7 separate regions of the Mus musculus genome follow, and regions 2, 3, 4, 5, 6 and 7 are each linked to region 1. A link is a contact called in public HiCAR-type and promoter capture Hi-C data. All regions are on one chromosome and are shown on one strand. Each heading gives the region's core, a stretch centred on a gene start, on an enhancer-like site or on the middle of the called end of the contact. The rest is flanking DNA. Distances are from core to core; before and after follow the strand shown.

Region 1 (3,754 bases), core at 693-3,192:
ATTTGGATGGTGTCTTAGTTACTATTGCTGTGATGAAACACCACAACCAAAAGCAGCTTGGGGAGGAAGGGTTTGGCTTACTCTTCCATATCATGGTTCACCTTTGAAGGAGTCAGGGCAGGAACTCAAGCAGGGCAGGAACCTGGAGCCAGAAGCTGATGCAGAGGCCATGGAAGGTGCTGCTTACTGGCTTGCTCAGCTTGCTTTTTTTTTTTTTAAGATTTATTTATTATATGTAAGTACACTGTAGCTGTCTTCAGACACCCCAGAAGAAGGCATCAGATCTCATTACGGATGGTTGTGAGCCACCATGTGGTTGCTGGGATTTGAATTCCGGACCGTTGGAAGAGCAATCAGTGCTCTTAACTGATGAGCCATCTCTCCAGCCCTCAGCTTGCTTTTTTATAGAACACAGAACCAAACACAGAAGTGGATGCTCACAGTCAACTATTGGATGGATCACAGGACCCCCAATGGAGGAGCTAGAGAAAGTATCCAAGGAGCTAAAGAGATCTGCAACCCTGTAGGTGCAACATTATGAACTAACCAGTACCCCATAGTTCTTGACTCTAGCTGCATATGTATCAAAAGATGGCCTAGTCGGCCATCACTGGAAAGAGAGGCCCACTGGACAGGCAAACTTTATATGCCCCAGTAGAGGGGAACGCCAGGGCCAAAAAATGGGAATGGGTGGGTAGGGGAGGGTGTGGGAGGGTGTGGGAGACTTTTGGGATAGCATTGGAAATGTAATTGAGGAAAATATGTAATAAAAAAAATAAGAAAAAAAAAAAAAAAGAACACAGAACCACCAGCCCAGGTATGTCTTTACCCACAATGGGCTGGGCCCTCTCCATCAATCACTAATTGAGAAAATAAGGTTTTGTCTGCTTATAGCCAGATCTTATGAAAGTATTTTCTCCATCGAGGTTCTCTCCTTTCAGCTGACTCTAGATTGTGTCAAATTGGCATAAAACTAGCCAGCACTAGATAGCTCTTTCTAAAATTTTCATGGAATAGGCTATCACTGAAATAACCTTAGTCGGTAGAAGGCGCTGTTTCATCTGGCAGCGCTGCTGCTGGCGTCATCAAGACACGGTCAATGTCAGAGTGAATCCTGCCAGCTCCCAGACCCCATCACTCTTCGAGGATGCATGGACACCTTAACCCGGAACCCCCAAGCCTTCTGTTCCTGTTACCTGGGATTCTTCCTGCCTCCACCCCACGATGAAGATTGTGGGTGTGGTCCTGACGCAAAGCCCAAGGGTGCACGACACTGGGAAGGCCCTGCTCCCAGAGTCCGGAAAGCCCAGGGTTTTTTTTTTTTGTTGTTGTTGTTTTTTTTTTTTTCTCTTTTTTTTTTTTTATTAGGTATTTTCCTCATTTACATTTTCAATGCTATCCCAAAGGTTCCCCATACTCAGCCCCCTTCCCCATACCCACCCCCCAAGCCCAGGGTTTTACCTGCCTGTTTATGTGAGACCTTACCCGACTACATCGCAAGGCCACGCCCACCACTGGCCCCCCAAGTTTAGACCAGCCTCCAGCCCCAAAAACCCCGCCCTCAGAGACCCCACCCACCATCGGTCCACTGGCAGCTCCACGCGTCCAGAGCCCCGCCTTGAGCACCGAGGCCCCACCCACTCTGCCAGACCCCTCCCCCAACCCCTCCGCCTCCAAGTCTCCTCTTTCGCTCTCCGCCCTATGTGACTGACCAGGGCGCGGCCCCACGCCGCAGAGGCCAAACCAACCCCGCCACCAAGGCCCCGCCCACACGCCTAGAGTCCCGCCCACGAGGAGAGAGGCGCCGCCATACCGTTAAGGCTCCGCCCCCGTTCACGCGCAACGTCATGACCCCGCCTACAATGGCCCCTCCCAGTCACCGCTAAGGACCCCGCCCCACGCCGAGGGCCTGCCTCCAGGTCCCGCCCCCCGAGGTCCCGCCTTCCGGCCCCGCCCCCAGCCGCCCAGTTCCCGGGAGTGGCGGCAGCTGGGCGGAGGCGCAGCGATACCTCCGCCTTCGAGGTCTCTGCCGAAGCGCAGAGCCGCCTTGTCCCGCAGCCGACGGGCTCCGTCCCACGCCCACCGCCGAGGTCCGCGGCCGCCGGTAAGTGTGGTCCCCGCGGGCCCGGAGCGGCAGAGGCGTAGAGCTCGGGCGGTGGCGCGTCTGCTGCAGTGCGGGTACGGCCGCGCGTGGGTGTGGGCTTCAGACCCGGCCTTCTGCGCCTGGCAGGGTCCGTGCGAGCGGGCCTCGGGCCGCAGGTGGAGGTCGAATGGCCACCGCTGTCAGCCTAGCCGGCCCAGGGCCGTTCTGGAAGCTCAGCCTTTGTTGGGCAGGGCTTCCAGGTTCCCTAATGGTGTCCCAGCAGCCGGCGTGCACCAGCCAGCCTGCCCCTGCGCCGGCGGATAAGCCGCGGAGGAGGTGCTCACCCGGTGACAGCAGTCCCCATCTCGGGAAGCCTGTGTAGGGTTGTTGAGGACACCCCACCTTTAAAAGCTATTCCTGTGAAGTGTCAGGTGTCTTGCTTTTTTTCCCCCCTCTAGTGCTATTTGATCTCAGTGTAAAAGACCGAATTCAAAACTGGGCCAGTTGGTAAAGAGGGTTGATGCGCTGTAGAAGCAGGGACATTATCAGCAAGTAAATAGGAAGGCTGCTGATTGTCGGCTTTTACTGTGTTCATCATACTCCTTCCTTGTAAGCATGTTTACAACCGACTTCCGGATCCAGCAGATGGCTTTTGCGTCTTCACCTGAGCTTAGAAATTAGGAATGGGTAAGGCGAGAGCACTCCTACGAATGCTTTCTGTTTCAAGGTAAAGGTATCGGGTGCACGTGTGCATAGGGCTTTGCGTATTATCTTTTGTAGCCTCCATAGCGCTATCAGCCCACTGAACTGCGGTTGTATCTCACAAAAATAGGTGTTGGAGATGGCTTGTGAGAGGGGCTGTTTAGAGGTTGACCTAGCCATTGTATAACAGAACTGAGCCCGAATCCTATGCCTACCACTAATCCCTAATATCCCCATCTTTCGGCAGTAATGTCCCTTGTGGGACTCCAGTGTGTTTCGTAAGTGAAATCAGTGTAGAGCTGACACAGAAACTGTGTAGTGTTGTAATTCCCCATGCCCGTATTTTGAAGGGGTTCGCTTGAATAACCTCTGAGCTTCTTACCTGTGCAGTTGTGCCAGCATTGGGCCCTCACAGAGAAAGAACTGCACCTGCTGCCTGTTCATACCTGGCTGACAGCCTCCTTGCCAAGGGCAGCCAGGCGCTCTCTGTCATCCTGGACACTCACCGTCTCAGTGATGCAGCTCTTCCTGGCATCATGAGAGTCCACACCTGTGGGCTCCGAGGACTCCTTTGCTGATAGCTTGCCTTCCTCTTTCCTCTCTTGTCCAAACCAGACTCGGATAGCTCTGTGTGTGTGTGTGTGTGTGTGTGTGTGTGTGTGTGTGTGTGAGAGAGAGAGAGAGAGAGAGAGAGAGAGAGAGAGAAGAGAGTGTGTGAGTGTGTATGTGTGTGTGAGAGTGTGTATGTGTGTGTAAGAGAGTGTATGTGAGTATGTGTATGAGAGAGAGTGTGTGAGTGTGTGTGTGTGTGTGAGAGAGAGAGAGTGTATGTGAGTATGTGTATGAGAGTGTGTGAGTGTGTGTGTGAGAGAGAGAGGAGAGAGAGTGTGTGAGTGTGTATGTGTGTGTGAGAGTGTGTATGTGTGTGTAAGAGAAAGAGTGTATGTGAGTATGTGTATGAGAGTGTGT
Region 2 (3,754 bases), core at 686-3,185, 2.9 Mb before region 1:
GGAACTGCAGACTCCAGAGACACACACACAGGAGACCACTGAGCCAAGGGATGACCGAGCACAAGGAGGGAGGAACATCTAGGAGACTGGGCCTGTCTGGTACTGCAATGAGGAACAGGGATAACACTTACCCCGTCACCAGTGAAGGGCAAGTATGTTGAAGAACCAGACTTGAGCAGATCCTTTCTGATCTAGAATCCCGACTCACTGGTCAGTCATCTCTCTACTGCTGACACTACTCAACTGAGTAGCCTTTGCCACTGAATCCCAAAGCTCCTCTCCACCACACAAAGGGAACAGCAAGAGCAACCTAAAAATCCCCAACACACACCCACCAATCCAATCCTTGAGAGCATTCCCATGACAGGAACTCAATGTGTACCAAGGAGGGAAAGGGAGAGAAAAATCCTGACATTATAGTCAAATAAAAATCTCCAAACTCCCACATTCACCCACTGACTTCAGCTTCGCAACGTCTTTCAATCACTTCATTAGTCATGTACCTGCCAACCTAGCTGTCCCCTGAAATGTAGACAGAAGCCTTTCAGGAACCGAGCTGGCGCTTTTCTTCTGCCAGGAAGGCTCCTTTCCCTATACAATTCTACAACTCATGAAAAACCTGCTTCCTTGGGGAAGCCTTCTTTGATTTCACAGATCAAGGTCCCAGGCCCATTAGGCACAATGGATAGCTGGCTCCTTCTGGAAGACCCGTGACTATGTGACTTTGCTGGTCACCTGCTTTCCCAAACTATCAGATTTGCAATGGCAAGACCTGTGCCAGGGTTTTATTCGCCCATTACATCTCTACCTAACAAACAGCAACTGCAATTAAATATCGAATAAGTGTGTGGGGCGCTAAATTCTGTGCTAGCAAAGGTGTCATCTTCTAAGCAAACGACCAAGGCGAGGCACCAAACGTTTAAAAATAAAAATTGTAAGAAAAACATTAGCTGAGAATACTTTTTGAGTCAGGGTCTCACTATATAGTGTTTACCGAGTCCCCTGGCTTGAGTTAGCCCAGGGCAGTTCAGGGAGACGGACAGCTTACTCTTCTTTGGACTGGCAGCAGCAGCAGCAGTCAGGAGTGCTCTGCCAACATGACACTGTCAGGATGGCACCAATTCTATCCTTAATCTTCAAATATTTCTAATGTTGGAAGTCAAGGTGTACTTGGTCTGGCACTTTCTAAGAAGATAAGGCTGGCCTTCAACTGACAGAAATCCTCTTGCCTCTTCCTCCCTCTAAAGTGCTGAATTAAAGGCACGAACCATCAAGCCCTGCGATAGTTTATTAACTTTGTAGTTTTGTTAACCTAAGAGAAATATTTCGCTGTCTTGTTTTTACCACCGCGTTGACGTCTGAACATGGTAACATGTTCAACTGTGGTTCTCCTCACAACCAATGTACTCCTTGCACGATTAGAAGTCGTTGTGAAGTGGTGTCACACTCTGCAGCGAGTGAAATTAAATTACAGAATCTGGCCCCTCTCGGTTACCGGTCCGGACAATCCTAGTCACTCGATTTAGTTGTAGGTCCTTATGGAACTTGTTACACGTGACATCCCGCCATTATCAGGGTTGACAGTTGGTTACTATGGGAACGGCTACTGACAGCCCAAGCAAGCTATCTCACTGAACTATTCTTGACTAACTCCGAGCCGGGCTCCGAGGCGCCGCTGTGCCGGCTACTGCCCCGAAGCTGAGGAGTCCGCTCCCACTCACCCGGTCCTGGGCCCTGCGCATCCTTCAGCAGGGTCTTGAACCGCACGCCCGTGAACTCCTCCGCTCGCGTTCGCTTGACTGTGCCAGCGGGGGACGCCGCGCTGCTGGGACCCTCTGACGCCTTCCTCTTGGGGACCCCCATGGCCCAAACCACCGGGCCAGCAAAACGGCACCCTCGGAAAACCCACGCGACCGGAAGCACCGGCGGCAAGGAAGGGGCGGGACTGGAAGGAAAGGCGGAGCCTATGAGGGGAAGCCGGTAAAAGAGCCGGTCTTCGGGTGAGAAAGGGCGGAAGGGGCGGGGCCTGCTGAAGGGGGCGTGGAGAAGGTAGAACACCTGGGGGCGGGGCCTTCTGGGGCGTGTCTCTGGGTGGTGTGGGCGTGGCTTGGTGCTTGGGTGGGGCCTGTAGGGCCTGGGATTTCCCCAAGGGTTCTCTGGCTGTGCTCTGCCTGCAAAGAAAAATCACATACCCGCCCTTAGCTGCAACAATCTGGGGCAGATGGATCAAAATGCTTCCCCTGCTCCCGCAACTCCCTGAGCAGGAAGAACTCCCAGACCCACAAAGAGCAGCACAAAGAGCTCAGATATTTAAAAATCTCTGAGCATTTTAATGATATCCTTTGAACAACTTCATGAGATTGATACTTCCTCAGTTCAAGCCCCCTGCGTGTAAGTGTAAGCCGGGTGAATTCCCGAGGGCTTGACATCAGGTGGACTTACCTCTGAAAAGCCCTAGCTTGGGAATGTGGTCCAGAGTGTCCGTAACCCTGAATCCCCAGTTTTTGTCACAACCCTAGCCAGAAGGCCTAGGCTGGTTAGATGTCATTTCAAGTAACCTCCATCCACGCTTGCTTCCCCCAAACCTTGATGCACTCCTTCTGTGGTGCTGAAGGCCAGGGGCGATCAAAGAAAGCAAGCATTTAAGAAAACCTCCTTGGACAGTGCCCGCATCTCAGCACCCTCGTTAAAAAGGAGACAACAAAGCCGGCTCTCCCCAGTCCTGGGCTGGAGAACGGCAAGTAATGTAATGTTTAAAGAACTGCTTTAAGGGGACAGAGAGTACGATACAGTTTTTATTTGTTGTAAGCTGTTGATTTACAGGCTGCATTCAATGCTCTGGCAAAAATGTGGGAAAGTAAAAACAGTCAGTTGCATAATTAAAAAAAACAGATCTTATCAATATCTTGGTATGTATTTAAAATTCCAAACTAGCCTGTTAGTTGGGAAATCGATGGTTTCTGAAATTCTCTGTCATATTCTTCTAGTCTAATAAGGCACACTTTTGGAAGCAAGTATCTTTTAAGCATCTAAGAATGTGGTCCCTGTCACTCCTATGATTTTAGAGTCCCTAAGAGAAAAACAAACAAACAAACAACAACAACAACACTTGCCTTTGACTTTGAGCCTGTAGCCTACAGAAACAACTGCATCTGTGGGAATCCCTAGGTCCCGGGCCTGTCAGAAAAATGAAGATGACTAAAACCATGAATAATTTTGAGAGAAGAGGCTGAAGACCGACTTGTGACCAATTGCCCATGTTGACACTCACCAGGACCCAAACAAAAGGCAGCAAGAAGAAGGAAGAAACAGTCTAAAGCCTTGAGTTTAGCTTATGTGATGTTGGGGGAAATTATCATCTCTCTGTACTAGTGGAAGTTATAAATAATTGGGGGTGGGGGTGTGGCTGGGAGGGTGATGGTCTCAGCTCAATCCCCAGAACTCACACGGTGAAAGGAGAGACCTCCTCTCACAAATTGCTTTGTGGCCTCTACATGCATGCTGTGGCAAGTCTCTCTCTCTCTCTCTCTCTCTCTCTCTCTCTCTCTCACACACACACACACACACACAGCTCACAAAATATTTTTTAAACCCACAAGAATTAGTGAGACCAGGGAACTTACCAGGGTACTCAGGATCCTAGCCTCAATTACATAGAAGCTGCCCCTGTCCATCCTAGCCTTAGATAAAGGGATACCCGATGGCAAGTAATTACTCAGAATTACAGATGGATGTTTGAGACTGGCTCAGAGCA
Region 3 (3,754 bases), core at 721-3,220, 2.4 Mb after region 1:
TAATGATGCACTTTTAATCCCAGCACTAATTCGAAAGAGGCAAGCAAAGCTCTCTTGAGTTCGAGGCTAGTTAGGGCCACACATGAAAGCCCACCTTCCCAAATATGTATACATAAGATACCTGTAAGCTATATGTATGATTAAGCCTTTGAAATGTTTACTTCTAAAGAGTGACCCAAGTGTATACTACTAGTTAGGTAATTAAAGAAACTAGGCATAAAAGTTTAGCGGAAATATAAAAATGAAGCCCTTCTCCCAAGTTTTTCTTTGGGAAAGCCAAAGGAAATCTGTTTCTTAAGCATGGTGGCCAGGTGTCAGGATGCATGCATGTCACCCCATTAGGTAAGAGGGACTGGAAGGCAGGCAAAAGGAAAGACAAAACACTTACCAACTCATTGCCCAAAAGAAGAAAATGGTTAATTGCTGCAGCAAACCTACTTAAGTCAAGCCTAAACTGCTCTTATCTTAAACTTTATAAGCAGCTCAAAATATAAACAAAAACATTAGAGGGAAATAGGTACGAATGCCCAAGTTTATACATACAGAAGAGACGGGGGACAGAAATATACAGACACTCCTTAGACCCTCAGGCAGTCTTCATGTCAGGATTGCTGCCCTGCTCTAGCCCAAGAAAGTCTAGTCCACATTACCACCATTCCTTGAAGCTGTATTTGAAAAGATCACAAACTATGACTTGAGAGATAGACGGTTCCCTGGCTAAGTTAAGTACTCAGCTGCTCTCCCAGAGGATCCAGGTTCAATTCCCAGCACTCACTTGGCAGCTCCAAACTATTAACTCTAAGTCCTCTTTTGGCCTCCAAAATGCACCTACCCACACACACAGGCAAAATACACACAAACATTTAAGGTAAAACGCCAACTAACTATGGGGAAAACAGTTCCTCCATTTTTACTCTGCTCCATAAAACGTCCTGGGCGGGGAAACTTTACTTTTAAACAACGTGCATACTTATGCGTCTGTGCATGCTCGGGCTGTGTCTGCAGAAGCCAGAAGAGGTTATCAGATCCTCTTATCCCTTGGAGCTGTCACTCAAGAGACTCAGGTCCCTCTGTAAGAGCATTGTGCATTCTTAACCAGTGAGTCATCTTCGGCTCATACAGGCTCTTGAGTTTTTGTGTTTTGCATGTACGTATGTGCACCGTGTACCTGCTGCTGGGAATCAGAAAAGGGCACGGATCCTCTGGGAACTGGAGGGACGGATGTTTCTGAGCTGTCCTGTGGGTGCTGGGAACTGAACTCAGGTCGTCTGCAAAGGCCATGTCGCTGCGGATGAGCGAACGGACTACATGCCGCCCCCACCCACCTTCCAGAAACCTCCCCAACACTTAGAACAACCTCAACTAAGCGGCCTGCCTGGACACCTTTTCGAAACCTACCTTTCCCGCGGCCTTTTTCGGCTTCGCGTCCACCTTGGCAGGGGCGGGCTTCTGGCAAGAGATAAATTAATAAAAGAAGGGGGTGTGAGGCGCTGAGCGGGCGAGCTGGGCCCGGCCCGCTCGCTCCCGTCCCGGCCCGGACCGAGCGCGGTACTTACGGCCGACAGCCTCGCGGAGCGGCGCTTGGGCTGCGGAGAGAAAGACGGGGTGAGCAGCGCATGTGAGCGGCACCCCACCGCCCGCCCCGATCCGCCCGGCCCACCCGAGGCCCGCACTCACCTCCGCCTTGGCGGCTCCATCCGCGCTAACCTGCAGGAGAAAGCACAGCGGAGAACAATGCGGCCGCGTGACGTCACGCCCAGCCGCCCGCACCCCGCGAAGATTCCAGAGCCCCTCAGACCCGAACCCTGCGGGCGCCGCGGCCCCGCCGCACTCACCTTCCTCTTGGGCATCGTGGCGGCGCGGGGTGGGAGACGCGTGCGTCGTCGGATCTGTCACCGAGGAGCCGCACTGCCAAGCCGCCGCCGCCACCACCACACGAACTGCTGCGACCCGTCGCGGGGGCGGTGGGAGAACCGGATGGAACCGGATTGGAGCCCGCCCCCTCTCCCCCCGCGCCTCCCCGCCAGCCGGGCCGCCCCCAGCCTCCATTGGCTGTCTAGGCCCACCGCGCGCGCCAGCGCCCCAGCCCTTGCTCCCGAATAGGCACGGCGAGCTGTCACTCCGCCGCATCGCCCCGCCCCCTGGCCCCCCACCCCTGCGGGCGCGACCCCGGCCGAGGGGCGGGCCGGAGTCGCCCGACCCCGCTAGGTAGTTTGTTTGAAGCCGACAGCAAAAGTGCGGCCTGCGCGCTGATAAGTGGGGGCGTGTCACGTGGCCTCAGCATCGCTTTCCCACAATGCTCCGGACCCCAGGCGCCCGCCCGCGGAGTCCACCCGCGGACCCCTCGGGTTCAGCAGTGCCTAGGCGTGATTTGCCATTCGCCCGGGAGGGCACAGGCGCAGCCAGCAGTGCGCAGGCGCGCGCGGGCCGGTCGCGCAGACTCAGGCTGTCCTACGCGCCTTTACTAGCCTATTTTTAGGTAACTATGTCTGTTTTAGGTCTTGCAGCTGTCTCGGGCTCTTGCCCTCCCCACTGCATGGACCCCTCCGTCCTGTGTTCAACTGTGTGCAGGAATCACATCGGCCCTTTACAGACCCAGTCCTTCGCGCAGCGGCGTCGGGTCTAGCTCCGACTTCCAGATTGCACCTTTTGTTTATGGAAGGCAGTTAATATTGAGTATACCTCAAGAATGCAGATAGCGGGCTGGGTACAAGAGTCCCACCCGCAGCCGTATTACTGCTGCTCAATTGTAAGAATTATCATATATGTCTTTGCCTACCATAAAACTTGTATTTAGGACAGGGAATTCGAATCTTTATCTCTTGCACCGTTTAAGATTTTTACACAAACGTTTTAATCCCCCTACCCAGTAAACCCTTGTTTCCCCAAAGGCCCACTGCTGTGTTCCTGGGATTAGATGGCTTGCAGCAGTGACTCTTTGTCGTTTGAGCCGCGACCCCGTTCCCTTCATCTGTGGTCCCATCTTTTCATGCATGCCAGACTGAATTAAGACTGTGAGGTCCTACCCCAACTAGTGGGGGAAAGACATTGACACCACTGGAGTTAAAACCAAATGCACTTCCTGTCCTTTGGTGTTTTAATCTCCTGATTTTACCCTCTTAAAAATAAAGTTTGCCCTTCCGGGAAGCCCACCAGAGATGACCACTCAGACACAGTTTATAGCCAATTGGAAGTCTTTCTTTCCCAGGATAGCCAGGGCCACATAGAGAAAATGTCTCAAATGACAAAGTCTATTCCAGCGGCTATTCTCAGGTATTCAGGGTTTAAGTGTAGCCTGGAGCATTTAGACCAAGGGGCTTTTAGAAGCAAAAGTTATATCCTGTTGTCTCCCTCTGTAGCTGCAGGGGAGGTTTGCAGAAGCAAGCAGTTAAAGAGCAGCTAAGGTAAGTTAGCTGGGGGCGTCTTGGCCTCTGGTCCTGGAATAGAGTTGGGCAGTTTTCTACAGGATTCTCCATCAAGGAGATCAAATTCTAGTTAAACCTGACATGGCCTGAGCAAGACTACAGATGAAAGAAGCTCTGCCCTGTCCTGCCCTGTCACACTCACATGTAAGATGGAGGAACCCCTGCCCTGTCACACTCACATGTAAGATGGAGGAACCCCTGCCCTGTCCTGCCCTGTCACACTCACATGTAAGATGGAGGAACCCCTGTCCTGTCCTGCCCTGTCACACTCACATGTAAGATGGAGGAAGCTCTGCACTGTTTTGCTAAGGACCAGGAATTTATTCTCT
Region 4 (3,754 bases), core at 369-2,868, 2.3 Mb after region 1:
AAGGTCTTGTGATTGACAGGCAAGCACTCTATCACCTGAGCCACATGCCCAGGACCTGTTGTGAACTTTTTAAAATACGTAAGATACATGCAGAAGGACCTTCGAGTCCATTCTTCCAACGGGACATATACTCCTGACACTGGCACTTACCTGTTGCGTTGCTTCCTACTGCAATTATAAACTTGGAGCAAGGGTGTGTCTCTAGGAGCACAGCCTCCAGAGATGTTTCTGTCTGTCTTCGGAGAAGCCGAACCTCCCTAACAGCAAGAGACAAAAGTGAACAAATATGACTGTGACCACCAGTTCACTGTAAGAGATGGTGATGGGCAGAATGACAGTCAGATTAAGAGATTAAGTGATAGGTGCTATATAGAGCTGGATGTATAAATAGATGGAAGACAGATGAGATCGATGGTAGACATGTTACTTATAGATATTTATATGGGTAGTAGAAAGGTGCTATATTTACATATACATGGATGGATAAATAGGTAGGTGATAGAAGACAGAGATGAGTGGATAGTTGGATGGATAGATGGTGTTAGATAAAATAATCAGTGTCCTTGGTGCCCTTGCAAATGGATAAAACACTTTCTTTTTATGAGTAAAACTACTAACAAACTTCATACTAGCCTGACACACACAATGCCAGCACCCACAAGCCAGACACAATGTAAAAAGACACTAAAAGCATCTCCAACACTCCAGCCCGCAAAATGCTGAATGTGACCAAGACTTCAAACAAACGTTCAAGCATTTAGCTGTGGCAAAAGTAAGCTAAGACTGACCATCAGACAAATCAGGGCTCTCGGGAAGAGTGTGAGAAGTGAGAGGGAGCTGTCAAATGAAACGAACTGCCAAAAGTGTCTGTCGTTGACACAATCACCGGGAAGTGTATTTTAAAAATCTAGGTGAATTTGACTGTGGACTGGTATGATACTGAAAACGTGTTATTAGCAAACGTGGGGTAGGGAAGGTGCTAAGTTGCCAACACAAACATGACGACCCAAGTTCTGATCCGAGAACCCGCCTAAAAGCTCAGAATGGAGGTACTGAAAAAATAGGAGAATCAACAAAGTTTAATTATGTGCATATTTTATGTGTGGGTTTGCTCTAGAGTACAAATAATTGAGACAGCATGCTTAGGAAGACGTGTGGGGAGTCCTAATCGGAAACTCGTAGGGGTGGTGGGAGAGGAAATGAATGTGGTAAAACCTTGACCAAGGAAGGGGCTGGCGTGACCTGACTTCTGTGTCTGAAAGTAGTTTTGAAAGAAATACGGCCGACATGCGGCGTGACCTAAAGTGCACGGTGGAGGGCGAGCATCGCTGGGCTGCCGACGTCCCAGCGTGAACGCAGGGCACCCTGCAGGCCGACACCGCCTGACGCTCGCAGCCTTCCGGGAGCCTGACCTCTTCCGCGCCAGCTGCCGCCGGACCTCCCGGTCCTCCGGCGTGTCCCGCCTGCTCTGCTCCTCCTCCTCTTCTTCCTCCTCAGTCCCAGCTCTGCACGGCGCCTTCACCACCTCGCCAAAGAACGTGGCAGCCATGGTCCCTCAGCTCCGCGCGGCCAGACAGCGCATGCGCGCCGGCCCGCAGTCACGCCCCCTCCAAGCCACGCCCCCACCCCGCCTCCGAGCGAGGATACGCCTTCCGTGGGGGGAGGGGGGAGAACCTAAGAGCTTCCGGTCCGCCGCGAGAAATGTCCCGCGGCGCGCTTCCGTCATCCTGTTAACCGGGGCACGCAGCGCCCGCTCCACACCCGGCGACCCTCCTGCAAGGACCCACCCGTGGAGGAAACCCAGAGCTGCGGGTGAAGCACAGACAGCTCCAGGGTTGATGACTGCAAGCGGATTCAGAGAACATGAGTGAGGCTGCAAGGCTAGGCTTTTTAAAACCTGGCCATATGTAACTCATAGACCGTGTTTTCTACTTTAATGACAGGAAGAATGTGTGTTTCTGGTTTGTGTGCTGGAAGACAAAGAGCTCCACCGAATGCTGCTCCCACGAGAAAAAGGGTAACTGGCACCTCAGTGGGAAATAAAAACACATTCTAGATTTGCTTGTGAGGAAATGGAGACTGCATTGCCCAGGGTAAAATGTTTGGGGATCAGAGGGTCCTTTAAAAATCAAAACTCTTGGAAAGTTGTTTAAAAATCTCTCACAATGTAGAAAAACGATGCTTCAAGTCTACTGGGAGGAAAAAGCATATCAATCTTAACATACATACTCACTGGTTAATAAAAAGCAGATGAATGCCGGGCAGTGGTGACACACACCTTTAATCCCAGCACCCGGGAGGCAGAGGCAGATGGATTTCTGAGTTCAAGGCCATCATGGTCTACAGAGGGAGCTCCAGGACATCCTTTGGCTACACAGAGAAACCCTGTCTAGAAAAACCAAAGAAATAAATAAAAAGCAGATGTATACCAACTAGAACACTTTGTGTGTAACTATAGCACACACACAAGATTCTCAGTGTGGTGTCTTTAAGACTCAGATTCCAGGGTTAGTAGAAGCGAGCTGAAGAGCAGATGTCCCTGGCTGTCTCTTTGCTGGTTTCTTAAGCGGATACTTTGCTGATAAAGATACTCGATTTGATTTCTCACTCACACATGAAAAAAGCACCAACAGAAATCTGAAGCGTGTTGGTAAATCATAGGGAAGTGGTGGCTTGTCGGCACACATTTGCAGGAGGGATTTTACTACAGTGTTACTCCATTCAGTCACAATAAAGAGACCAAACACTTTAAAGGGTAAATAAAAATATGTTCCAATTAAAGGCCAGAAAGGGATTCCATTATAAAAGGCTGGACAGGATCAGACAGCAAGATGTAACTTCAGATCTTCAATTCACACTGCCAAAATTCACAGGTCTTCATTAGACTGATATATTTTCATTTCATGGCATTTCTTGAGGATATAATTGCTCAATAAGTAATTCTATGACATTTGGGATTGGACATTTAAATTTTTCATTAAAGCTCAAAATAAATAAATAAATAAACCAAACCCATGCACCAAAGAGGAGGAAGGGAACTCTTCCTGTGCTTGTAGCAAGATGCTGAAGATTTCAGAGTGAGTTACAAAAAGACACACACTATGTTAGAATTCTGAGTTGTGTTTTTGTTTTAAGCAGGCATGCAACCACAAACAAGTTTCTCAAGTAATCTGGACACTTTGGCCATACATATAACTGAAAAAAATGTGCATTACTGTTAATGAAAAATACACACCCCTAGGTTCCATTGTTTTTTTGATTTATACATGCAAGTTATGCCTAATAGTCACAGCTATTTTTAATTGGAAAAACAAACTGTTGAAGACAAGTTTCTCCAGTAACATGATAAAAAGACTTGACAGTACATTCACAGGTCACATCTGGTGACCTTAATGTCAACAAATAGCCATGAACAACGAACTAAAGTCCACATCCTCTGTAGGCAAAACATTTGTAGCACAACGACCAGAGGCCAGACTCCCCGACACTTGGCTTGTTAGTGAGCCTGAAATGAACCTGCAGTGTCACATTCTAACTTCTAAGGAACAGCAGAGAAACGTAAGAAATAGGATCCAACTGCATCACCTTAAGCGATGAGTGCATCTTGTTCTAATTTCTGACCACAAGTCTGGCCTTTACATCTTTGCTGCTACATAGAAGAAATAAAGTGTAATAGTCACATTGAGAACTTTCTTAGAAAGATACATTCCCTGAATTACTCATACCAGGTAGCTATCATTCAGTATGAATTCCA
Region 5 (3,754 bases), core at 927-3,426, 2.2 Mb before region 1:
CTCTCCCCTCCTGGCTCTCCTCACATGACTGCTTCAGTTTGCCCCTCTGTCCACTCTGGACTCTTCCAGATGTCTCTGACTCTGGCTATGTCTCCCTTGTCTAGAATAAGAACCTCAACCCCGCCAGGCAGTGGTGGGGCATGCCTTTAATCCCAGCACTTGGGAGGCAGAGGCAGGCACATTTCTGAGTTTGAGGTCAGCCTGGTCTACAGAGTGAGTTCTAGGACATCCAGGGCTACACAGAGAAACCCTATCTTGAAAAACCAGAAGAAGTAAAGAAGAAGAAGAGAAGAAGAGGAAGGAGGAGGAGGAGGAGAAAGAAGAAGAAAGAAGGAGGAGGAGAAAGAAGAAGAAAGAAGAAAGAAGAAAGAAGGAGGAGGAGGAGAAAGAAGAAGAAAGAAGAAAGAAGGAGGAGGAGGGAAAGGGGAAGGAGAAGGAGAAGGAGAAGGAGAAGGAGAAGGAGAAGGAGAAGGAGAAGGAGAAGAAGAAGAAGAAGAAGAAGAAGAAGAAGAAGAAGAAGAAGAAGAAGAAGAAGAAGAAGAAGAGGAAGAAGAAGAAGCTGGACCCCTTCTTTTTTTCCTTTATTTATTGTCCACATCCTGCTCTCGGTGTCAGGATACCCTGTGGCTGACAGTGTGCAGGCCTTGTGTGTGCTGCCACAGTCTCTGAGTTCACTTGTCTATCAGTCCTGCTCTATCTGGAAAACACTACCTCCTTCAGTCCTCTGTCACCTCTGACGCTTGTATCTTTCTGCCTCCTTTTTGGCCTAGACTCTTGTGCCTTGGTGGGGAGGGATTTGGTGGAGACATCACATTTAAGACCTTAAGCTCTAAAGTCTCACTCTCTTCATATTGTTTAGCTATAGATCCCTGTATCAGTTGTTCTAACTCAGAGGTTCTCAACCTTCCTGATGCTGTGACCCTTAAATACAGCTCTTCATGTTGTGGTGACCCCCCAACCATAAAACTTTCATTGCTACTCCATAACTGCAATTTTGCTACACTTATAAATTGTAATGTAAATACCTCTTTTCAGATGGTCTTAGGTAACCTTTGAATAAGGATCTCCAGCCAAAAGTTGAGAAACACTGTTCCAACGAGTTTGCAAGAACTCTTGGACAGTGGGAAATAGAAACTTTAACAACCTTAAGTATGTGTCACTGGTAAGGTTCTTCCCAATGACTTAGTAGCCACGACCAAAAACTGTTGGATCCACAGATCTTTAGGACTTGTTCATTTCATGAGTCAAACAGTCGTGGGGGTTGATTCTTTCGTTTTTGTCATTCAAGGAGCTTGGGTTTGAGCCTCTTTGTCTTGTTTTAACAACAGTTGTCATAGCTGCAATAATAACCCTAAGAAGATCTGAAGAGAGAGAGGGAGAGAGAGAGATTGATTCTCTGGCAGCCCAGGCTGGCTCTCCACTCCCAATATAATGGGGGCACCCTGCTAACTACCTGCTGAGGTTACAAACATGTGTTACCATGCCCGATTCAATTATTTCATTTTTGCTGCCACGGGGTATTGAACCCAGGATCCCATGCATGCTTGTCCAGAAGCTGCCGATGTCCTCATCCATCATCTTTAAATTTTATTTCCATAGCGTAGTCTTGAGGTATGTAAGTAAATAACCTTCTCAAACGCAGGCTCGAACTCTTTACGAATAGGTGTCAGGGAACCATAATCTCAGACCACCCCAGCCCCTAGGATGTCACCTCTCCGCACACTGGAAATTACCTGCCTCTCTGATACCACCGAGGGTGCCCGGCACCCGTGGGTTCCCACACTAGGTTCCAAGAGAGCCCTTGAGGAACGAGCCATAGCTCACACACACACACAAAACCAAGAAACGAAAGCGCTCAGTGCAGGAACTCTGAGCAGGCGCTCTAGCAGCAAACTGAGTTCGCCTCTGCTGTTGGAACAATTAACGGTGGGCTTCCGGAAGTGGGGAGGGTCATGACCTGTCAGGAAACGGAAATTAAGAGGACAGTGACTGCATACTACAGGGCCTTTGCAGAGGGGGCGGAGCTTTCATCGAGGGGTGGGGCCTGAGCGGAGGGCGGGACGGGGGCGGAGCAAATAGATGGGGTGTTCCCGAAGGGCAGAGCCCGGGCTGGAGGGTGTTGCTAGGAGGGCTGCAATGGGCCAAGGATTTTTTTTGGCGCGTCACTTGAAGTGACAGAAGACGTAAGAGGTAGGGCTGTCGTAGGCTCGGCGTCTCTGGTGCTGCTGGCCCAGGCACCTCGGGTTCTGCCCGTAGCCTTAGGTGAGCGAAGGCCGAGCAACGGGGAGTAATTGCTGGGCGCAGGTAGCTTGAGTCCAGCGCTCTCACCCCGACGCCCGCCCAATGGCTCTGCTCCAGCCTGGGATTCTGACCCGGGCCCGAGCCTGGGATGGCTGGTGGGTGGGAGACCAGAGAGCAGCAGAAATGTGCTTTCCAGCCCTAGTGCGGTTTGTCCCGGGTTAACGGAGGAGTGAGATGAGAGTATCACTCCTAACAGTCGAGCAGGCTAACAAAACAATAACAAATAAGCCAGGGAACCACTGGGCTAATTACATCGGGAGAATGGCGACTGCTCTAAGGGTGAGAGACAAGAGAGATCTCTTCATAGTGATGAAAACAAACAAACAAACAACAACAATAAAACCAAAAAAGACAGCCCGGCATCCCAGCCAGAACTCCTGGAGATAAGTTCCGACTCCTCTCAGGGAGGTAAGTGATGCCCCAGGTCTCACCCTGAAGATGGCACACGGTGGAATTCATGCTAGCAGCGTGACACAGCCCAGGGGGTTGCTTTGGAACCTTTGTTCTTGGAAAGTTTTATGTTCAGCTCAGGGTGAAAAGAGTTTTATGTCTATGTTCATGTAAAATTAACAATTGAGCAGGGTGTACATTGAGAAATTAATTTTCAGGAGCTAAAGAGACGGCTCACTGGTGCTGCTGCTCTTTCAGAGGACTGCTGTTGGCGTCGTGGCTAACTCTAGGGCAGTGTTTCCCAGCCTTCCTAATGCTGCAGCCCTTTAATACAGTCCCTCGTGCTGCGGTGAGGCTCAACCATAGAATTATTTTGCTGCTACTTCATAACTGTAATTTTGCTACTGTTATGAATCATAACAGGCAACCCATGTGAAAGGGATGGAGACCCACACAGGCTGAGAACCCGTGCTCTACAGCCTCTTAATTCCATCTCCAGGAAAATCTGATCTTCTGACCTCTGCACGTATATATACTTACACACACACACACACACACACACACACACACGCATAATTAAAAACAAAAATGACTCAAAATGTGGTGGCACCCGCCTGCAATCCAACACTGAGGTAATTGAGGAAAGCGGCTCAGGAGCACCATACCCTGTGCTGGGTGATGTGAGCTTGTCTCCTGGAACTACATTAAAGATGCTGAAGTGGATGGCCAGGTGGCGCGTCTGATAGGATCTTGATTATACCAGTCATTGAGTGTATGAACTAATTTAACGTTCAGCCAGTTAACAGTTATGCCAGTCATTAAGTGTATAAACTAAGTTAACTTTCAGCCAGTTAACAATTACACCAGTCATTAAGTGTGTAAACTCATTTAACTTTCAGCCAGTTAACGATTACACCAGTCATTAAAAGCGTAAACTAGTTAAACTTTTAGCTCTCTGTTCAGCTACTATCCATTTTACAGGAGTGGAAGCTGCAGCACTGAAAGACGAAGTCGCCTACTCACACTGTACAGCCAGTTTCTGGCTTAGCAGAAGAATGTCCTT
Region 6 (3,754 bases), core at 319-2,818, 2.2 Mb before region 1:
GGATCAAAGACTTTAAAACCTGAAGCTTGTAGCCAAAAACACTGGAAATACTGTTCATGACACTGGGGAGGCAAGAACTTTCTGAATGGTAACTAACCCCAAGTCTCAACAGATGGGATTAGTAGATTCATGAAGTTACAGAGCTGAACATCAAGGGAGACTATCTGTGCATCACACAGGCTACAGGATGGGCAAAAAGCCTGTCCAGCTATACCTCAGACAAGGCTCTGATATCTCAAATTCATAAAGAACTTCAGAAAATAAGGAAATGAATCTACCAGGAACAAATGGCCCAATAAATCGAACACAGTTTTCAAACGCTGAAATATGCACCCAGTAACTATCTTTAAAGAACTTAATGTCCTGAGCCACCAGCAAAATGCACACTGACACTGCTTTGCCATTCTACCCCACCCTAGTCAGAATGGCTGACAAGAAATCTGACGAATGATGGTGAGGAAGCAGAGAGGAACTCTTTTTTTTTTTTTTGAGACAGGGTTTGTGTGTGGAGCCTTGGCTGTCCTGGAACTCACTCTCTAGTCCAGGCTGGCCTCGAACTCAGAAACCGCCTGCCTCTGCCTCCCAAGTGCTGGGATTAAAGGCATGTGCCACCACGCCCGGCATAACAAATAAGTTTCTTACTTTTTTTTTTTTTTTTTTCTTTTTTTGGTTTTTCGTGACAGGGTTTCTCTGTATAGGCCTGGCTGTCCTGGAGCTCACTTTGTAGACCAGGCTGGCCTCGAACTCAGAAATCCGCCTGCCTCCGCCTCCCGAGTGCTGGGATTAAAGGCGTGCGCCACCACGCCCGGCCCAACAAATAAGTTTCTTTATAAGATAGTAATCAGACAGAGACGGAGTTAAGGGGGTAGAGAGAGGGCTCAGTGGTTTAAGGGCACGTGCAGAGGACTGGCGTACAAACATGGTAGCTCGGAAGATCAGTAACTTTAATACCAGGGTATCTGCGCTCTACTGGCCTCCATGGGTACCAGGCACGCATATATGTACGGTGCACATATATGCATGCATGCATGCATGCAAAACACTCATACACATAAAACCAGCCTAAAACCACATTATTAGACAAAAGATCCAAACGCTGCATAATTCAAAACCCAAAGATTGAGCGAGTCACAACAGCAAACCATCCCACAAAATCAGGGAATCAAGTATAAAGATCTTGTGCAGTTGAGATAAAAGTGTTGCCGGCGCCTTCCAGGTCCCAGAGTCATTTGATCCACGGCCTCCAGGGATCCCCACACCAGGATTCGAGCCAGTGGACTAGTAACCCCCGGGGCAACGCCTCCGAACCCCCTCCGGACAAAAACAGGAAGCTGAGCCCGGAAGGAGGAGGGGCTGCGCAGGCGCACTGACTGCACCCCGCTTTCCTCTCAGGAGTCTAAGGACAATGCTGGGCAGTCTTTCCGGAAGTGGGGGCGGAGCGTGGCAGGGACCTCAAAGTCCCCAGGCCTTGACTGGACCGCGCCCGGTACTTTCCGAGCCGCTTGCTCGCGGAGAGAGCGTGGCGTCAGCGGAGAAGCTGTGCTGGGTGGAGGGGCGGGGGCGTTCACGGAAGGGGCGGGGCGCTGGAGGGGGCGGGGCGTCGCGGAGGGCCTAGCTGCCCAGAGGTAGTCTCCAGCTCCGCGGTGCTGCTGAGGAGAAGGAGGAGAATGTGAGCCGCCGCCCGGCCTCCCAAGACGATGCTCGCTGTCGTGGGCGCGGCGGCCCTGGTGCTGGTGGCCGGGGCGCCTTGGGTGCTACCCTCAGCTGCAGGTGAGCCGAGGGGCCTGTGCGAGGGCCGGGCACCATGGAGGGAGAGCTGGGCGCGGGTGACCAGAGTCCGCGACGCCCGCCCCCTGCGCCGCTCTTCAGCCTGAGGACGCTACCCGGGCCGAGCCTCAGGGCTGCTGGTGGGCGGGAGACCAGACAGCAGCAGAAATGCGCTCCCAGCCTAGTGCGGTTTGTCCCGGGCTGAGAGGAGTGAGGTGAGAGGCCCCCTAACCGGCCCGAAGTCAAAACCAGGAAACCACTGGGCTAGTTACATCGGGAGAATGCCCACTAAGGGGAGAGACAAGAGTTTTCATAGTGATGTGAGGAACCTAAAAAAGACGACCTAGCCTCACTCCTGGAGGAAAGTTCTGATTCCTCTTAGAAATCTGTATATCTGGGAAGTAAGTGATTGCCCCAAGTCTCACCCCGAAGATGGCCCATTTCTGGCTAGACGTGCATGATGTACATGCAGGCAAAGTGGTCACACATATACAGTAAATCGGAAAAAGACTATTATGAACAGAATACTGTAACTGCTACAAATGCTCTTGGGTCTTTTGTTAATCTCATGAGCACATTTGCTGCTCTTTCTGCACAGAATCAGTAAATCCCAACAGTTGGACTGGAGATCAAGCTAAGAGGATACGGATAACAGGATAGAGTCAGTTTAGGGATGACATCAAAGACTCCGTTGGTGGTACTGGAAGTGTGGCTCAGTGGTAGTGTGCACTTAGCATAGACAGCACTGAGAAACTGACAACTCAGAGTGGGGAGACTTGATGGATAGCTCCTGGTGGCTGAAAAGAAAGAAATTCAGACATCTCAGATGCATCCTCTTACATAGGATGTAACTAGAGGCAGTTCTGTAACCCTCTGGAGTAGAAGCTTGACAGGCGACATGACATGATAGTCTGAGGCAGAAGTTTTCAAAACAGGAGATAACAGTGGAGCCAGACATAGCGTTAAAGGACACTTTTTAAAGTTAAAGCCTCGTTCGGGCTGGAGAGGCGGCTCACAGGTAAGAGCACTTATTGCTCTTGCAGAGGGACCTGGATTGGTTCCCAGCACACAGTTGGTGACTTGCAACCTTCCCTAAATCCTGCTTTGTTCCAGGGGATTGGAATACACTTTTCTGACTTCCTTGGCTATGGGGCACATGTGGTGCACACACAAATGTGCAGGCAGAACACGTATACACATACAGAAAGTCTTTAAAAAACTTGCCTTGATAAGCAGGCATGGTTGCATCAGTGTCACACAAAAAGGACTTTACATCACATTTTAACACAAAGGAGTGACTCTGCTTTGCAGTGAAATTAAAAAATTTATTCTGAAATGTGAGACATACATGTTAAAGGAGTAAGGGGGCCTGTTCTCGGAAGAGTCACAGGTCTATTCTCTACCTACTTGTCCTTGAAGTGTTAGGTTAGTGTCTCAGTTAGGGTTTTACCGCTGTGAACAGACACCATGACCAAGGCAAGTCTTATAAAAGACAACATTTAATTGGAGCTGGCTTACAGGTTGAGAGGTTCAGTCCATTATCATCAAGGGAGGAGCAGGGCAGCATCTAGGCAGACATGGTGCAGGCAGAGCTGAGAGTTCTACGTCTTCATCTGAAGGTGGTTAATGGAAGACTGGCTTCCAGGAAGCTAGGGTGAGGGTCTTAAGCCCACGCCCACAGTTGGAAGACCACACCTCCAAATAATGCCACTCCCTGGGCCAAGCATATTCAAACCATGACTGGTAGATTCAAACGACCAGCAGTGGCACTTGTTTCTGAAGGCTCTGGAGCAGCCTTTTTCCCAAGCCTCCTCGTGCCTGAGGTGCAGATGGGCCTGAGCTCTCACTCCTATTGGAGGAAGAAGCTGTCTAACTATGGTCCTTGCTTGAAGTGTCCTATCGTGATGTAGCTTCTTTGGAAGTGTCTAACCCACACAATTAAGGCTATGAGAGACAAGGCATTATATATTAATAAAGGCTCGATACA
Region 7 (3,754 bases), core at 438-2,937, 2.1 Mb before region 1:
GTCTCAAGATCCGAGTGGTCTTCATGCACACTGTGTTTATCATTGTATCTGGAATTCTTAACAGTGATCTACAAAACAGCAAAGAGCAGTTGGATACACTTGTACTATCAGTCATTTTCTTTTCATCAATAACCAGGTAAGGGTATGGGTTCCATGTCCTTAGTAAGCTTTGGTTCTTGGGGGCAAGAGAATGGGTTGAGGTGTGGTTCCCAGCACCCACATGGCAGCTAATAAATGTCTCTCACTCTGGTTCCAGGGGGTCTGACTCCTTCTGGCCCACTCAGGCATTGGACACACATGGTGCACAGCCATAGTGTAGGCAAAACACCATATGTATATAAAAAAGAAAGTCAGTTCTTTGTAACAATGTTGCTAAACAAGAATATATAAGTATCTATGACTTTTCTTGGTGCAGCTAGAAAATGACAGTGATGTTTGGCTATCACATAGTGTGACAGGAACTGAAGTCTACTGCTTGAAGACAGGGTTTCTCTCTGTGTAGCTCTGGTTGTTCTGGACTCACTTTGGAGACCAGGCTGGCTTCAAACATAGAGAGATCCACCTGCCCCTGCCTTCCATGTTCTGGGATTAAAGACATGCATACCTCCGCCCGGATCCAATGCACAGAATTTTAGATCTAGAAAGTTGTTAAAACTCATCTAACCTAATTTTCTCATTTTATAAGAAAACGGGTCCAGAAGGTTAAGCAACTCTTAAGGTTAACCAAAGAACTTACATTACCAGGTACTGCAAATGGTTAGGTTTGGGGCACAGTAAAGCTTAACTGCTTTTTGCTTGTTTGTTTTTGAGATAGGGTCTCTCTACATAGCCCTGGCTGTCCTGGGACTCATTATGTAGACCAGGCTGGACTTGAACTCACAGAGGTCAGCCTGCCTCTGTCTCCTGAGTGCTGGGACTAAAGGAGAGCATCCAAGCCCCACACTTGGCTTAGCTATACTCAGCAAATTACACATTTCCCTGAGCACAATTTGTGTTGTTGTTTTGTTTTGCATACAGTGTAGAATGGTCGTCACCATTTCCAAGTATCTAACTTGCTGCATATCAAACAGGGAACATACAGACCGGTACTCAGTGGGACACCAGATGGGACTGAGAATCAAGAATGCAAGCGACTTTAAGGTCTGCACCTCGCTATTTGCTAGGTGCCAGGGCAAGGAAGGGCGATAAAGGGTGAGAGAGCTTTTGCTGTATTTAAAAACGCATGGTCCTGTGGAAAAAGATACTGAACACTGACGAAAGGCAACGGAGTACTTACTGGAGGATTACTGATCCTTTGAATGTAAGGTGCGTTTTAGAAGTCATGGTAGCCCGATGTCACAATATAGGGGTCAGTGGATTTTAGAGTTGTCTGGGATGCCGGTGGTTATGCTCACCGTGGTGAGGGGTGCCTCAGAAGAGTGTCGGTCCGCTGCACCCCCTACTCACCTTCACAGACGTGATGGGGGTTCAGCGGCTCGAAGCTCAAGCTGCGCCTTTGCGCAGCACGCGTGGCCCGCTCCGTCCCTGTCTCGGCTACTGGACCCTCTGCCGCGCTACACTGCAGAGCCTTTCTTCATACCTTACTACGACAGGTAGTTTCCCTCACCAGGGACAGCGATCTCTTTCTTATAAAACCATCCCCCACGGAACAGAGGACAGACTCCCCTGGACGCTTGTTGTTGTGCCGGGGGCGATAGGCCCCGCCTCTACCCGCTTTCGAGGGCAGGGTTCGGCCGATTTGGATTGTGGGAAATGTAGTTCTCCGGCAGGTGCAGAGTAGAGGCATTAGGGCCTGGAGAGGAGTTATGGCTTGTGATAGATTTGTGACCCCAACGTGTATGTAATTTGAAGAGCACTGACCTCAGTAAATTGTTTTAAATGGAGGAAGATTAGGCCGTTTGCCTCTATGGGACACCTGCACCGTCAGTAGGCTTCTTTAAGCCTAGAAAGATGGTCTTTCCTTCAACCAAGTTTGGATTAAAGGTGTGCGCCACCACTGCCTGGCCCAGCCAAGTTTGTTTGGGTGGATGGCTCTTGTTTTTTGACACTGTCTCCCTTAGCCCAGGCTGGCCTCACACTCGCTATGTAGTAAAGAGGGATTTTGGGTTGCACATCCTCCATGCTTCCGTTTTCCAGGTGCTGGGATTACACAGTAAAATTGCTACTTGTTTATGGAATGTTGGGGATATAAAACCAAGGGCTTATGCATGCAAGGCAAGTTCTGTCAGGGCTCTGCGTATTGTACGATACCTCACCCCATTGAGCACCGCACATAGCCAGGGGTTGGAAAAGAAGGGAAAAATGTGTCTTTGGTTTTATTTTATTCTTTATTATTTTATTTTTATTAATTATTATTATTTGGTTTTTTTGAGACAGGGTTTCTCTGTGTAGCCCTGGCTGTCCTGGAACTCACTCTGTAGACCAGGCTGGCCTTGAACTCAGAAATCCACCTGCTTCTGCCTCCCAAGTGCTGGGATTCCCTGCCTCTTGTCTCTTGAATGGTTAAAGACATGTCACCGCACTCCATCCTAAAGATACAGTTTTAAAAAAATTAGCGGCACACTTTTAATCCCAGCATATAAAGGCAGAGTCAGGTGGATCTCTGTGAGTTTGAGGCCAGTCTAGTCTGAAACTCTGTAGACCAGGCTGGCCTTGAACCCACTTGCCTCTGCCTCCCAAGCGCTGAGATGAAAGGTGCGTGCCACATCTGGCTTTGAAAATCTTATTACACCGGTTATGTTTTGTATGTGTAGTTTCGTGTTTTGTATGCTGTGGTCTCTACTGGTGGAGTTGGTTGTCTGCTTCTGTCGTGTGGATCCTGGTGGTCAAGCTTGAATGAAGGTAGAGTCTTTACAGGTTGGGCTATCTCAATCTTGAATAACTAATGTGTATATAGTAGCCGCTCACACTCAATGTGTCTAAATAGTATTCTGTTGTGACCATCATGAGAGCCAAGCATTGTGGGAGTTTGGCTGTGCTGCCTGAAAAGTGTTAGCCCATCGCCCGGGCTTGCTGACTCAGCACAACCTTCATCTGGGTCCACTGCTCCCACCTGTTGTATGCAAATCTGCCTTAACTGCCAGTGGCTGGCGGAGGGGCTTGGGTATATAGGCCAGGGAAGGCAATTCAGGAGGCTGGCTAAGCTCTGTAAGGAAGCCTAGTGATGTCTGCCCAGAGTGAGCTTTGGCAGAATGGCCCTGGGTTTGGGACCCAGGGAGAACGGAGACATGGTTTCCTCTTCCCCTGGGAAGGGGTGTGGCAGCATGCCCTGCCGACTCCTCCGCCTTCTATTATCACCTCTGCTATTTTAAGGCGTATTTTGATTTCAGGCAACCAGACACATGGATTCTCCTCTGGAGACCTGGTATCAGCTACTGTAGGGCAAGGCTGGTACTTAAAAAACGGGTGGAAGATTAGCTTGAAATAAAGAGCTAGAGCATTAATGTCCTCTGTTGTTAATCTTGAGTACCGAGGTCAAACTGAACATTCTAATCTCCAGGTCATGGGGTCACCGAGACTTCTAGTAGCTGGTTTCTATGTAAGTGGCTTCCCTAACCCATGGGATTTCCTTCCCACCTGCCAACCGTCCCTTCGACCATGCAGGGCGGCAGTGTAACACTGCAGACAGTTTTTGAGACAGGGTTTCTCTGTGTAGTCCTAGCCCTGGCTGTCCTGGAACTCTATCTGTAGACCAGGCTGGCCTCAAACTCACAGAGATCCGCCTGCCTCCTATGTGCTGGGATTAAAGGTGTGC

Evidence for each region. Promoter capture Hi-C pulls out the DNA fragments that hold promoters and counts their contacts. HiCAR-type assays count read pairs that join an accessible place to other places. Capture Hi-C pulls out chosen DNA fragments and counts their contacts.
Region 2: a contact with region 1 is called in a promoter capture Hi-C map of liver, with 4 times the contacts expected there. The contact joins the promoter of Urb1 here to the promoter of Dop1b in region 1. A contact is called at or near these places in 1 of 39 promoter capture datasets (liver) and 2 of 9 other capture datasets (adipose tissue and liver).
Region 3: a contact with region 1 is called in a promoter capture Hi-C map of pre-B cells, with 3 times the contacts expected there. The contact joins the promoter of Hmgn1 here to the promoter of Dop1b in region 1. A contact is called at or near these places in 1 of 39 promoter capture datasets (pre-B cells) and 1 of 115 datasets of contacts at active chromatin or transcription factors (astrocytes).
Region 4: a promoter capture Hi-C map of liver shows a contact between it and region 1, with 2.3 times the contacts expected there. The contact joins the promoter of Psmg1 here to the promoter of Dop1b in region 1. A contact is called at or near these places in 2 of 39 promoter capture datasets (erythroid cells and liver) and 1 of 115 datasets of contacts at active chromatin or transcription factors (astrocytes).
Region 5: a contact with region 1 is called in a HiCAR-type map of astrocytes, with 4 times the contacts expected there. The contact joins the promoter of A930006K02Rik here to the promoter of Dop1b in region 1. A contact is called at or near these places in 1 of 39 promoter capture datasets (embryonic stem cells) and 1 of 115 datasets of contacts at active chromatin or transcription factors (astrocytes).
Region 6: a contact with region 1 is called in a HiCAR-type map of embryonic stem cells, with 5 times the contacts expected there. The contact joins the promoter of Ifnar1 here to the promoter of Dop1b in region 1. A contact is called at or near these places in 1 of 39 promoter capture datasets (liver) and 1 of 115 datasets of contacts at active chromatin or transcription factors (embryonic stem cells).
Region 7: a contact with region 1 is called in a promoter capture Hi-C map of liver, with 6 times the contacts expected there. The contact joins the promoter of Dnajc28 here to the promoter of Dop1b in region 1. A contact is called at or near these places in 3 of 39 promoter capture datasets (liver, neutrophils and pre-B cells) and 1 of 9 other capture datasets (macrophages).

Annotation. Positions count from the first base shown.
Region 1 is chr16:93,709,965-93,713,718 of GRCm38.p6, forward strand. It overlaps Dop1b (DOP1 leucine zipper like protein B), which reads left to right and starts at 1,943. Exons shown (of 37, transcript NM_027293.1): 1 at 1,943-2,104.
Region 2 is chr16:90,808,478-90,812,231 of GRCm38.p6, forward strand. Urb1 (URB1 ribosome biogenesis 1 homolog (S. cerevisiae)) reads right to left here and starts at 1,936. Exons shown (of 39, transcript NM_029497.1): 1 at 1,722-1,936. The coding sequence starts at 1,863.
Region 3 is chr16:96,125,755-96,129,508 of GRCm38.p6, forward strand. It overlaps Hmgn1 (high mobility group nucleosomal binding domain 1), which reads right to left and starts at 1,971. Exons shown (of 6, transcript NM_008251.3): 1 at 1,836-1,971; 2 at 1,678-1,707; 3 at 1,557-1,586; 4 at 1,399-1,449. The coding sequence starts at 1,850.
Region 4 is chr16:95,989,342-95,993,095 of GRCm38.p6, forward strand. It overlaps Psmg1 (proteasome (prosome, macropain) assembly chaperone 1), which reads right to left and starts at 1,619. Exons shown (of 7, transcript NM_019537.3): 1 at 1,413-1,619; 2 at 151-257. The coding sequence starts at 1,549. Brwd1 (bromodomain and WD repeat domain containing 1) reads right to left here. Exons shown (of 42, transcript NM_145125.3): 42 at 2,751-3,754.
Region 5 is chr16:91,462,928-91,466,681 of GRCm38.p6, forward strand. It overlaps A930006K02Rik (RIKEN cDNA A930006K02 gene), which reads left to right and starts at 2,177. Exons shown (of 2, transcript NR_077219.1): 1 at 2,177-2,709.
Region 6 is chr16:91,483,647-91,487,400 of GRCm38.p6, forward strand. It overlaps Ifnar1 (interferon (alpha and beta) receptor 1), which reads left to right and starts at 1,569. Exons shown (of 11, transcript NM_010508.2): 1 at 1,569-1,770. The coding sequence starts at 1,698.
Region 7 is chr16:91,617,312-91,621,065 of GRCm38.p6, forward strand. It overlaps Dnajc28 (DnaJ heat shock protein family (Hsp40) member C28), which reads right to left and starts at 1,688. Exons shown (of 2, transcript NM_138664.2): 1 at 1,447-1,688; 2 at 1-68. The coding sequence starts at 43.